Regions from separate parts of the Mus musculus genome. Here regions 1 and 2 are each linked to region 3. A link is a contact called in public promoter capture Hi-C data. All regions are on one chromosome and are shown on one strand. The core of a region is the stretch at or near the end of the contact, and the rest is flanking DNA. Distances in the headings are between cores, read along the strand shown. Region 1 holds the start of D10Wsu102e (DNA segment, Chr 10, Wayne State University 102, expressed). Region 2 holds the start of Gstt2 (glutathione S-transferase, theta 2). Region 3 holds the start of Cdc34 (cell division cycle 34).

Region 1 (3,435 bases), core at 906-3,405, 3.7 Mb before region 3:
TGGGCCTTTTGGGGTTTCAAAAACACCTTTTATTCTGAAAACAAAAAAAAAAAAAAAAAAAAAAAAACAAAAAGCCTGCAACCAGGGAATTAACATGAGAAATTCTATTCCTCAGTCATTTACACAATATATTTGATTCTACGGTTTGATATGTGCCATGAAGACAGACTGTCCCCATCAAATAATGGATTAACTAGCCTCAATTGGGGGAGTGCCCTCTAGAGTAGAAACTAGGTACTTACAAGGGCTCCTCTGCATCCGAACTGTTTGAAGTGTAGAGGTCTTTCTGGGATGAGGCTTAGAGCTGATGAGCAACTGGTCCCAGATACCTGAAACCACACACACAAAACAATTCATGGCATAAAACAGCCCTGAGCAACAAGTGCAACTCAGAAATGAGATGAGCCTCTACACCAAAGAACTGTGAGAGCCGGGCCCATCAGCACAGCCTGAAGTCTGAACCACCCCTAACTCTGACAGAGGAGGAGCCAACACTCCTGTCTGTACGTCTATCTCCCCAACCTCTAGTACTGATCTAATAAATACACATTGACAAACAGGGAGGGGGACTAGGCATGGCAGGGCACACTCAAAAGACAGGCAAGTGGATCTCTGTGCTCCAGGCCAGCCAAGGCTATGTCTCAAGCACTAGCTGCTCTTGTTTGATTCCTAGCACCCACATGGGGGCTCAACTGGACTATAATTCCAGTACCAGAGCATTCGACACTTTGTGACCTCTTAAGGCAACAGGGATGCACAACGCACAACTTTAAACAGCACAGTTAGCAAAATGTAGACCTGCAATGAGTCTTTGATTTTAGTTAAGAAATTCAGATATGCTTTAATCCCAACACTTAAGAGGCACAGGCAAGAGTTCGAGGCTTGCCTGATCTACAGAGTAAGTTTCAGAACAATCAGGGCAACACAGAGAATCACTGTCTTGAAACACACACACACACACACACACACACACACAAAAGGTAAGTCAGAAGTCAGAAATAGGGCCCAAAAAGAGGGTTTTATGGACACAGTGCTTGCCTCCCAAATTGGAAGCGCTATTCACTCCCCACATAGTAGGAAGAGAGAATAGCCCCCTCCACATACCAGAGGTACATAATACAGAGAACCAGAAACGGTTATGTAGACTTGGGCAAGTCAGACTGGGCTTTTTTTTTTTTGTAGAATATACTTGCCTAGCTCTCCTACCTAGAAGGTGCTCAATTTAAAAAATTAATTATTCCGAGTTGCACCTTTCCAAACAAACCAACTGCCCAGTCCAAGCAACAAACACTGAAGACTCAAGCCTTTGCCCACTTTTTTTTTTTTTTTTTTTTTTTTTGTATTTTGTTCTTTGTTTATTCGAGACAGGGTTTCTCTGTAGCCCTGGCTGTCCTGGAACTCACTTTGTAGACCAGGCTGGCCTCGAACTCAAAAATACGCCTGCCTCTGCCTCTCCAAATGCTGCCAGGCTGGGCGGTTCCTAATGAACTCTACAAGGACCACCTGGCCTGGACCGGCTTGGCAGGTAGAGGAAAAAAAAAAAAAGAACCACCACCGCCCAGCGCCGGGCTGGCCTAGTCGTACCCCGGACAGACCCCGGCAGCGTCTCGGGCTCCGTGGCATCCCCTCCCAATTAGCGTCCCAGACTCCGCGGTATCTCCGACCTCCGCAGCGTCTCGGACTCTCTCGGTGTCCCATACCCCCGCAGCGTTCCAGGCTCCCCGGCATCCCTAGCCATCGCAGGGTCTCTGGCTCCTCGGCGTCCGCGGCCCCGCAATAACCCGGACCCCCGACTCCCCACAGCGTCTCGAGCTCCTTGGCTTCCCCGGCCCTGCCGCGTCTCGGGCGCCTCAGTGTCCCAGAACCCCGCAGCGTGCCCGGTCCCCGGTAGCATCCCCAACCTCCTGCAGTGTCTCCAGTAGCGTTCCCGGGTCCCGCAGTGTCCCTGACCCAGCAGCGTTCCGTGTCCCTCCAACCCACCCCGCTCTCCACCGTCGCTCACCTCCCGAACCCTCGCTCCCCGCCGTCAGCAGCTCCCTGGACACCGTGACCTGCGAGCAGGCTACAGAAGACGAAGAAACACCAGGACCGGTCCCGCGCTCGCCCTGGAACTCCATGCTTCCAACCCAGCGCCACTGAAAGAAGCCCGGATATAGGAAGGCACGGGGAAGGGGCGGGGTCAAGGCAGCAATTGGCCGAAACTAGGAGGTGGGCGGTGACTTACGGGTGCGTGGCCAGAGCTCGCGCCTAGAGATGAAGTTCAGACCCACGGGAACCGGAAGCGGGGGTGGGGCCGAGGCGGGGTGGAGGATGGGAACAAGGCACCACACTGCGTGGGCGGAGCGCTGCGGATGCACGTGTCAGGCGCCTAGTCTACCCCAGCCCAAGTCTAGCCCTAGTCTCCTCCTTTATTGTTGTTAGAAAAGAATCAACCCGGCTTGGTCAAGCTAAGCAAATGCAAGCATGAAGAAGGTGGTGCGAGGCCTTTGTCGTTATTTCCATTTTTGTTGTTGTTTGGGGAGGTTTCTGTGGTCTTCAGTTTGTAGCAATCCTGCTTTAGTCTTCCAGATGCCATAGAGGTGGGAGCCACCACACCCAGTTTCTTTTCATTTTCTATATTTTATTTTTTGTCATCCTGGCTGGCCCAGGTTGACTTCAAAATCACCATTTTCCAGCTTCCATTTCCGTGTACTTAAATCTACAGCCGCCCATTACCATACTTTGTTGTTTGTTAAAGCCTCACCAAGTTACCCCGGTTGACCTGGTACTCAAAGTCCACCTAGGTCCTAAATAGCCTGGATTTCAGGTCTGGATGACCAGACCCCAGCTTAGTTTACTATTTAACTGTAAACACAAAACCCAGAAGTGTTAAGAATGCTGTTTACGTTGCTATATATACAGCATGCCTTTGGAACACTGTCATGTCAAAATCCTAAAAGGTTGTTCCAGGTGGTAGTTAAAAGGTAGAGCTGTGAGTGAGGCACTGAGTTTGGTCTCCTACAGAAAAACAAATCCTTCATTTCTAAAAAGCTGAAACAAAACCCCTGAATGACAAACCCCATTCCTCCCCTCTTCCTGCCCCTGGGACCCAATGCTCATGGTTTTGTTGAGAACAAGCGAAAGAAACGTATTCCAAGTGCTACCATTTCATTTCCAGACTCCCATTTAATCATAGGGAGAAACTTAATTCACGGTCCCAGTCTCTAGGGAAGCTGGGGACTTCCCTATATCAGAACAGCTTCTGTTGTAAACAGTTGTCTGTGTGAACGCATCTCCTCAGGGACAATGTGTAAGGAGACAGTTATCTGAGTCCAGCCATCTCAGGGACAACTTCTCCATCTTGCTGGCAGGGTCAAGCAAGTTCATGTTCCCAGACCTAGGAACGAACACCTGTCCCAAGTCTACATGTTTTCCTAATTGTCTGTTAACTGGTAG
Region 2 (3,118 bases), core at 429-2,928, 3.8 Mb after region 3:
GACCCTGTCTCAATGAATAACAACAAAATTTCCTCAAACAAATTAGCTGTTTCCACAGAATGAGGTCAACACGTTTGAAGACTAACTATTCTCTGGCAGTCAGCCATTCCAACTTTTATTCCCACCACTTCAGTAACCACCGTTCGGTGTGATTTGTGAACCTTGGCTTCTCTTCAGTTTTTTTGTTTGTTTTGTGGTGTGGAGGGTTGAATCCAGGGCTAGGTTCACTGATGCTAAACAAATGCTGTGTCATGAAACCAGGTTCTAGCTACTGATTTTCTTTGTCCTGTTTGTCAGATAGGCTCCCCCTAGGTGGCCCAGGGTATAAACTGCCAAACCCCACTGCCATGAGCAACATACTTCCTGTAGCAAGCAAGGTGCCACAACCTAAAAGCTACATAACCCACACAAAACAGACCACCAGCTGGGGTCTGTTCATACACTAGGTTCAAACGCAGGAAACTATGGGCTGTGGGGAGGTGGGGCGGGGGCGGGCATTTCTCATTCAAACTACCACTCACTCTGGCTTTAGGTATCTGACAATCAAGATGAAAACTATTACCAGTCAAAAAGGGAGGGTAGCAAAAAAAAAAAAAAAAAAAAAGGGGTATTTTTGTCAAGATTCAAGGAAGCCCTTTTTTTGGGGGGGGGGAGGGGTTAAGAAGCCGGAAGAGAGGATGAGATGGAAGAGGGGAGTGAGGCAGCCAAACCAGTTCCTTGCCAGTGTGGGAGGGGACTCTCCGGAGAGTAGCGAAGCAGGTACCTGAGTCTGCAGGGTGAAAGCCGGGGGGGGGGGGGGGGGGGTGTTTCGGGGCGGGATTCAGGGGTCCATCCATTCAAGAGCCATATCTGATCCCGTGAGAGAGGATGTCTGACCTAGGGGAAGCACGTGAAATAAACAAGGCCAGGAGACTTCTAGGGGCCAATCACATCAGAGGGCTTGGGTGGGTACAGTCATCTTGGATCACATGCTCTCCCTACCGAATTTGCACGAGCAGAGCCACGTGCGGTGCAGGGCTGCAGAAGAAGCTCCTCTGGGGACAGCTTTGTGTTTTTCAGAATCCTTTTCCTCAAAAAACAACACCAGCTTATTTAGGTAAAAGGGCAATTTGGCTTCAGACGGTTCTGGCGGTGGGAGGGGCGAGGGGAGGGGCCACTTGAGAGAGCTCGGTTTGAGCCTACTGGCTACCACAGCTCCTAGCTATCAACTCACAGGGTAAGACTGGTTCTATGGCAAATGCCTGTAGTCCTAAGCACTTGGAAAATGAAGTCGAATTTGAGGCCAACCTGGACTATATGAGTCCCTGTTTCAAACAAAACAAAACAAAACAAAACAAAAAATAGCCAACCAAATGAATCAAACAAACATAAATTCCCTGGAAAGCCAGGCAGGATAGGTCTCACCTGGGAGTCCCAGACATTCAGGAAACTAAGACAGGAGAATCAATGGAGCAGAAGGGTTTGAGGCCAGCCTGTGCTATAGCAAGACCCCTACCCCTCAATGTCAAAAAAAAAAAAAAAAAAAAAAAAAAAAGAAAGAAAGAAAGAAAGAAAAAAGAAAAAAAGAAAAACGCCCAGGGAAACATTCTGGTGCCCGATATGGCCCACGGGCTATAGCTACTCTAAAAGATTCAGATAAAGCCAGTGATAATGGGCACCTCTTTTCCCCATCGGAAGATGCTACCGTGGAGAGTGTTGGAGGCGGGCGAGAGAGGTGGTCCTGTGACTCCTTCAAGCTTTGCTGCCCAGCCTCACAGATCTGGGGAGGTCCAGTGTTCTTAGACGACCTGTTTTGCACGGGGCAGCTGGACCAACCACAGTTCTTCCTTAAGGCAAAGTTTCTAGCAGCCTGCAACAAGCTTCACCCGTTAAAGAAGGATCAGCGATCAGCCTCTAAGATCCCCTCCTGCAGTAACTGAGAGCTAGGAGCTGAGCGGTCTAGTTCCCCGCAAACGACTACGTCCACAGAACTCTGAGTTGGGTCCACGAAAGCCCAGCTAGGCCATTTCCGCGTCCGGGTGAGACTAAGGTCCTGGGCTGGATTCCTGGCTCCACGGTCCGCTGGAGCAAATCGCATAAGTCAGTCTGAGTGCGCGCGCACCTCAGCCCTGCTTTTGGTATAAAGTCCTCCAAAGCGTCTCCCTCCCCAAGATCAGCAGGTGTCAGCTATCCAGAGGAGGAAATCGTTTGGCTTGGCCAACTGAGGCTGTGCTGGACCCCAGCTTGCTGTTATCGAACGCAGTCGGCACACCATCTTGTGTCGCTACCGGCAATGGGCTTGGAGCTCTACCTGGACCTGCTGTCACAACCCAGCCGCGCTGTCTACATCTTCGCCAAGAAGAATGGCATCCCCTTCCAGACGCGTACCGTGGATATACTCAAAGGTTGGCACATTTACCCCTAGACCATGTCAGTCCTTCACATTCTGCCTGGGTACAATCTCCCCATCATCTGACCCCCCCCACCCCCAGCGCCGTCCACCAAGGAATGCTCTGCTCTCTTTGGAGTGGTCTTAGTCAGTTCAGAGCCCTCTTTAAACGTAACTTCCGCTCTGACAAGAGAGACTTTTTGTCCTGGGACGTGGGGAGAAAAATGAAAGATTCCTACAGTTTCTGCTTTGAAGGCACGCAGTGTTTAGATTCACAAAATTCCGGAGACTTTGCAGGGAAGAGACACATAGCTGAGCCACCTCTGTGCCTCTGGTTCCCGGCCCATCCGGATTTTGGCCGTTTCGACCTTGCTCTGGTTGCAAAGAGAAAGGGGAAAATAGGAATACTGCTTGAGTCCTTGCACGCATTTTCTGGCTTCTTCCTTCCCAGGGCAGCACATGAGCGAGCAATTCTCCCAGGTGAACTGCTTAAACAAAGTTCCTGTACTCAAAGACGGAAGCTTCGTGTTGACCGAAAGGTGCAGCTGTAAATATACCCAGAGCCCTCACTACCTCCTCCGGCTCCCTTTGGCCGCCCCACTTCCGTTGGAGTGGGGTGCGGGGCGGGGCCCTGGCCGACTCCGACCCTAGGCTGTGAGGGGGCCTGGCTAGAGCAGACTCTGTGGGAAGGGGTCCTGGAAGACTAGAGGGCTGATCCAGCATGTCCCTTGCTTCTGTCCTGTTTCATCT
Region 3 (3,206 bases), core at 450-2,949:
ACAGAACTTGTCCTCCTGGCAGTTCCCACTGCCCCTCCCAGCAAATACAGGAGACAAGGTGCTAAGAGCATCCAGATATTTCTTAATTCAGACCACATCCAGGTGGGAGGCAAGGAAGAAGACACACAAACAAATATCTACCATGGCCCTACACTAGGGACCCTAGATTGGCTGGGATTTGTGCATCCACCCGGTCCTCATCTTGTCCCTTTTGGCCCTAGCATGAGATTCTGTGATTCTGCTAGTTATTCTAGCCCCCAGTAAGCAGGATGATCTAACTGTGCTGATGGGGGTACCTATAGCTGGCCACACATTTCCAGTGTTGGAGGCTTCCCAGTGTTCCCTGCTCCCAACCACAAGAACATCTGGTGCATTGAGCGTGAAGCCACCAGAGGGCAGACGACACTATCTAGAAGGAAAAATCAGGCCCCTAAGAAGCCACCTGTTCAGTGGAACCTGAGAAAGGCTGTCAGGGTGGGGCAAACACAGAGCTCTAGGGTCCAGGGCCCAAAGAAGGAACCCAGGGTGTGGCTCCAAGATTCAGGGTGGACCCCCCACTGCCCCCTTGGAATGCATTACATAAAGCCTGGCTAGGGCTAAAGGTGGCTGTTGTCCAAGCAGGCAAGGCTGCCAAGGCCCTATCAGGGCCTCTACTGGAACTGGAGCAGGTGGCTGTCCAGGCTACACGTCCCTTCTCTGGGGACACATCGGCCAGCGGCTGCCCTGGTTCTGTGTTCCAGCGTAGGGGGCAGGGCCTTGGGATACCAGCTAGCAGCTGCCCGTGGTCCTTTATGTCTTGGGACAACCTAAGAACCTTTCCAGGTTTTACCACATGCTGGTAGGGTGAGGAACAACCTGGGAAAATGCTTGCCAGCAGGGGGCTCCAGAGGCTTCTGTGTCTTGGGGTAGGGGGAACTAACCGGAGGGGGGGGGTTGAGAGGGGGACGGGACAAGAAGGAAAACAACTGTCCCCGGAGAGACCCTTTACCAGAAGCATTATGGAAGGGTGGGGACAACAGGGAAAGATCCTTTCCCAGGTACAAGTTTAGTCCAGTGTAGGACAACCTGGGAACACGCTGACCAGCAGCAGGCTCTAGAGGCCCCTGCGTCTCGTGGTGGGGAGTTGCCTGGGCATGCGGCATACATTAGCAGTCCCTGATCCTGTAGCCTGTTGGAGGACAGCTTAGGGAGACCAGTCCCCGGGGTAAGGTCAGCACGTGCCCAACAAAAAAGGGAGGAGCCGCTTTGCACGAGGAGCCTGGGAGAGAGGCAGGCACAAAGAGGAAACTGAGGCTCTGCTCACCTTGAAGTAGCCGCCCTCATAGTAGGTGTTGGGGGGCCCGAAGATGGCCACCTCCCAGTTGTACAGGTCACCCTCGTCCACCAGCGTCACCCGGAAGCCCTCCACCGGCTCCTCCTGCAGCCCCTTCAGTTCCAGCAGCAGCGCCTTCTGCGAGCTTGGCACCAGCGGCCGGGCCATGGCGGTGGCGGCGGCGGCGACGGAGGGGCCCGGGGCCGGGCCGGGCCGCGGGACCGGCGCGAGCTCGCGAGACGGACCGGGTCGCGCGCCGGCAGGGGGAGAGCCGCCGCCTTCCTCCTCTGCACCGCCGCCGCCGCCGCCACCCGGGGACCCCGAAGGCTCCACTCGCTCTGGCGCCGCTGCCCGCCCGGCGCTCGCTTCGGCCCGGCCCGGCCCGCGCCTAACGCGCCTGCGCGCCGCAGCCGCCGGGCCTCGAATGCGCCTGCGCACCGGCTCCCGACCCCGAATGCGCCTGCGTGCCTCCTTCGGGCCCCGAAAGCGCTTGCGTGCCACACCCGGGCCTAGAGTGCGGCTGCGCGCCGCTGCTGCCGGGCCGGAAATGCACCTGCGCGCCACTGCCGGGTCTAGAATGCGCCTGTGCGACGCCTCCACCGGGTCCGGAATGTGTCTGCGCGCCCGCCCGCGGGGCACACCGGGAAGTGTAGTCGTCGTCCCCCGCCCTGCCGCGCAGGCGCCTTGCGTTTCCGAAGCTCCGGAGGCCGCCGTCGCCTCCGGCCGGAAGAGCTCCGCGGATGCCTGTGTGCGGGGTGGCCGGCAGGGCCGGGCTGCGCGCTGCGGAGTGGCAGCTGCGGCTTTGGGGGCCTTTTTTTGTGACGTTCAGGGGGCGTGGTTGTGGGTGGGGAATTGGGCGTGGCTTGTGCGGGAGCGGAGCAGGATCCGCCCCTGTTTCCCAGCATGAAGCGTTAGATGGCCCCATTTGGTCTCTATGGGCTCAGGTAGAAGCGCAGGGAATCAACGACTTGGGGTTTGCAGACGTGGCTTCCAGGAGGTGGAGTCTGAACCCCTTCAGACTGACCTTTGACCACACCCTAGTCTTGCTTAAATCGACCAGAAAGCAGTGGTGAGGCATAACCCAAAAGTTTACAGGATCCGGAACAGACACGCAAAGACCTTGAGGTTGTTCAGCACAGACACCCATAACTCCTTTCTTGGACATTTGGTCATTAGTATTGGTGGTGGCAGCATATTTAAGCTTTGCAGCAGGGTGTGTGTGTGGTGTACCCGTGACCTTTAGGGGTGGGTGGTTCTGTCCCTAGGCTGTACTGGCCACTCACCCTGACTGTGGGCGTTCTGGAGGACTACAGCTGCATCAACACTTGGGGCTGGGAAAGGGCAGCTCCCACCACAGGTGCTCCGACATCCTGTCATGTCGGGGATAGCAGGTAGACCTGTTTGGGGACAGGGAAACGGTGTCAAAGGTGGGGCTGGTTGATATGACCAGGGAAGAGCCCAGGGTCCAATGCCACTTCATGTGTGGCACTACCTTGGCTGTCCTCCCCCTGGGAGCCCTAGACTCTTGGGCTAGAAGTCTTTCTGGTCACGCTCTTTTCCAAGGACTTCCAGAAGTATCTGCCCCTGTTGTGCATGTCACACTGCCCATCTTACACTGTCACCTAGTTGTCAGCACATAGCAAGTAGCTCAGGTTTTCCTGTGTGTCTGAGATGACCACTCCCACAGCCTGCACTTAGGAAGCCCTTGATGTATAAACGGACAGGGTGCCCCTCCCTTCAGGTGGAACATACTTCTCCCTACTCCCAGGCGAGCCTGCACCTGGGCTTCAAAGATATCGTGAATGCTGGGTATTGAGCATCTGGGAAGGGTGTTGGCCTGGCTTCTGGTGACTGGGGTCATCTACCTTGACATGTTAGGACATGGATGTCATGA

Evidence for each region. Promoter capture Hi-C pulls out the DNA fragments that hold promoters and counts their contacts.
Region 1: a promoter capture Hi-C map of pre-B cells shows a contact between it and region 3, with 5 times the contacts expected there. The contact joins the promoter of D10Wsu102e here to the promoter of Cdc34 in region 3. A contact is called at or near these places in 2 of 39 promoter capture datasets (liver and pre-B cells).
Region 2: a promoter capture Hi-C map of pre-B cells shows a contact between it and region 3, with 2.4 times the contacts expected there. The contact joins the promoter of Gstt2 here to the promoter of Cdc34 in region 3. A contact is called at or near these places in 1 of 39 promoter capture datasets (pre-B cells) and 1 of 484 Hi-C or Micro-C datasets (B cells).

The regions. Positions count from the first base shown.
Region 1 is chr10:83,358,941-83,362,375 of GRCm38.p6, reverse strand. It overlaps D10Wsu102e (DNA segment, Chr 10, Wayne State University 102, expressed), which reads right to left and starts at 2,155. Exons shown (of 4, transcript NM_026579.3): 1 at 2,003-2,155; 2 at 243-329. The coding sequence starts at 2,117.
Region 2 is chr10:75,833,441-75,836,558 of GRCm38.p6, reverse strand. Gstt2 (glutathione S-transferase, theta 2) reads left to right here and starts at 1,678. Exons shown (of 5, transcript NM_010361.2): 1 at 1,678-2,384; 2 at 2,820-2,907. The coding sequence starts at 2,273.
Region 3 is chr10:79,680,688-79,683,893 of GRCm38.p6, reverse strand. It overlaps Cdc34 (cell division cycle 34), which reads right to left and starts at 1,699. Exons shown (of 5, transcript NM_177613.2): 1 at 1,304-1,699. The coding sequence starts at 1,480.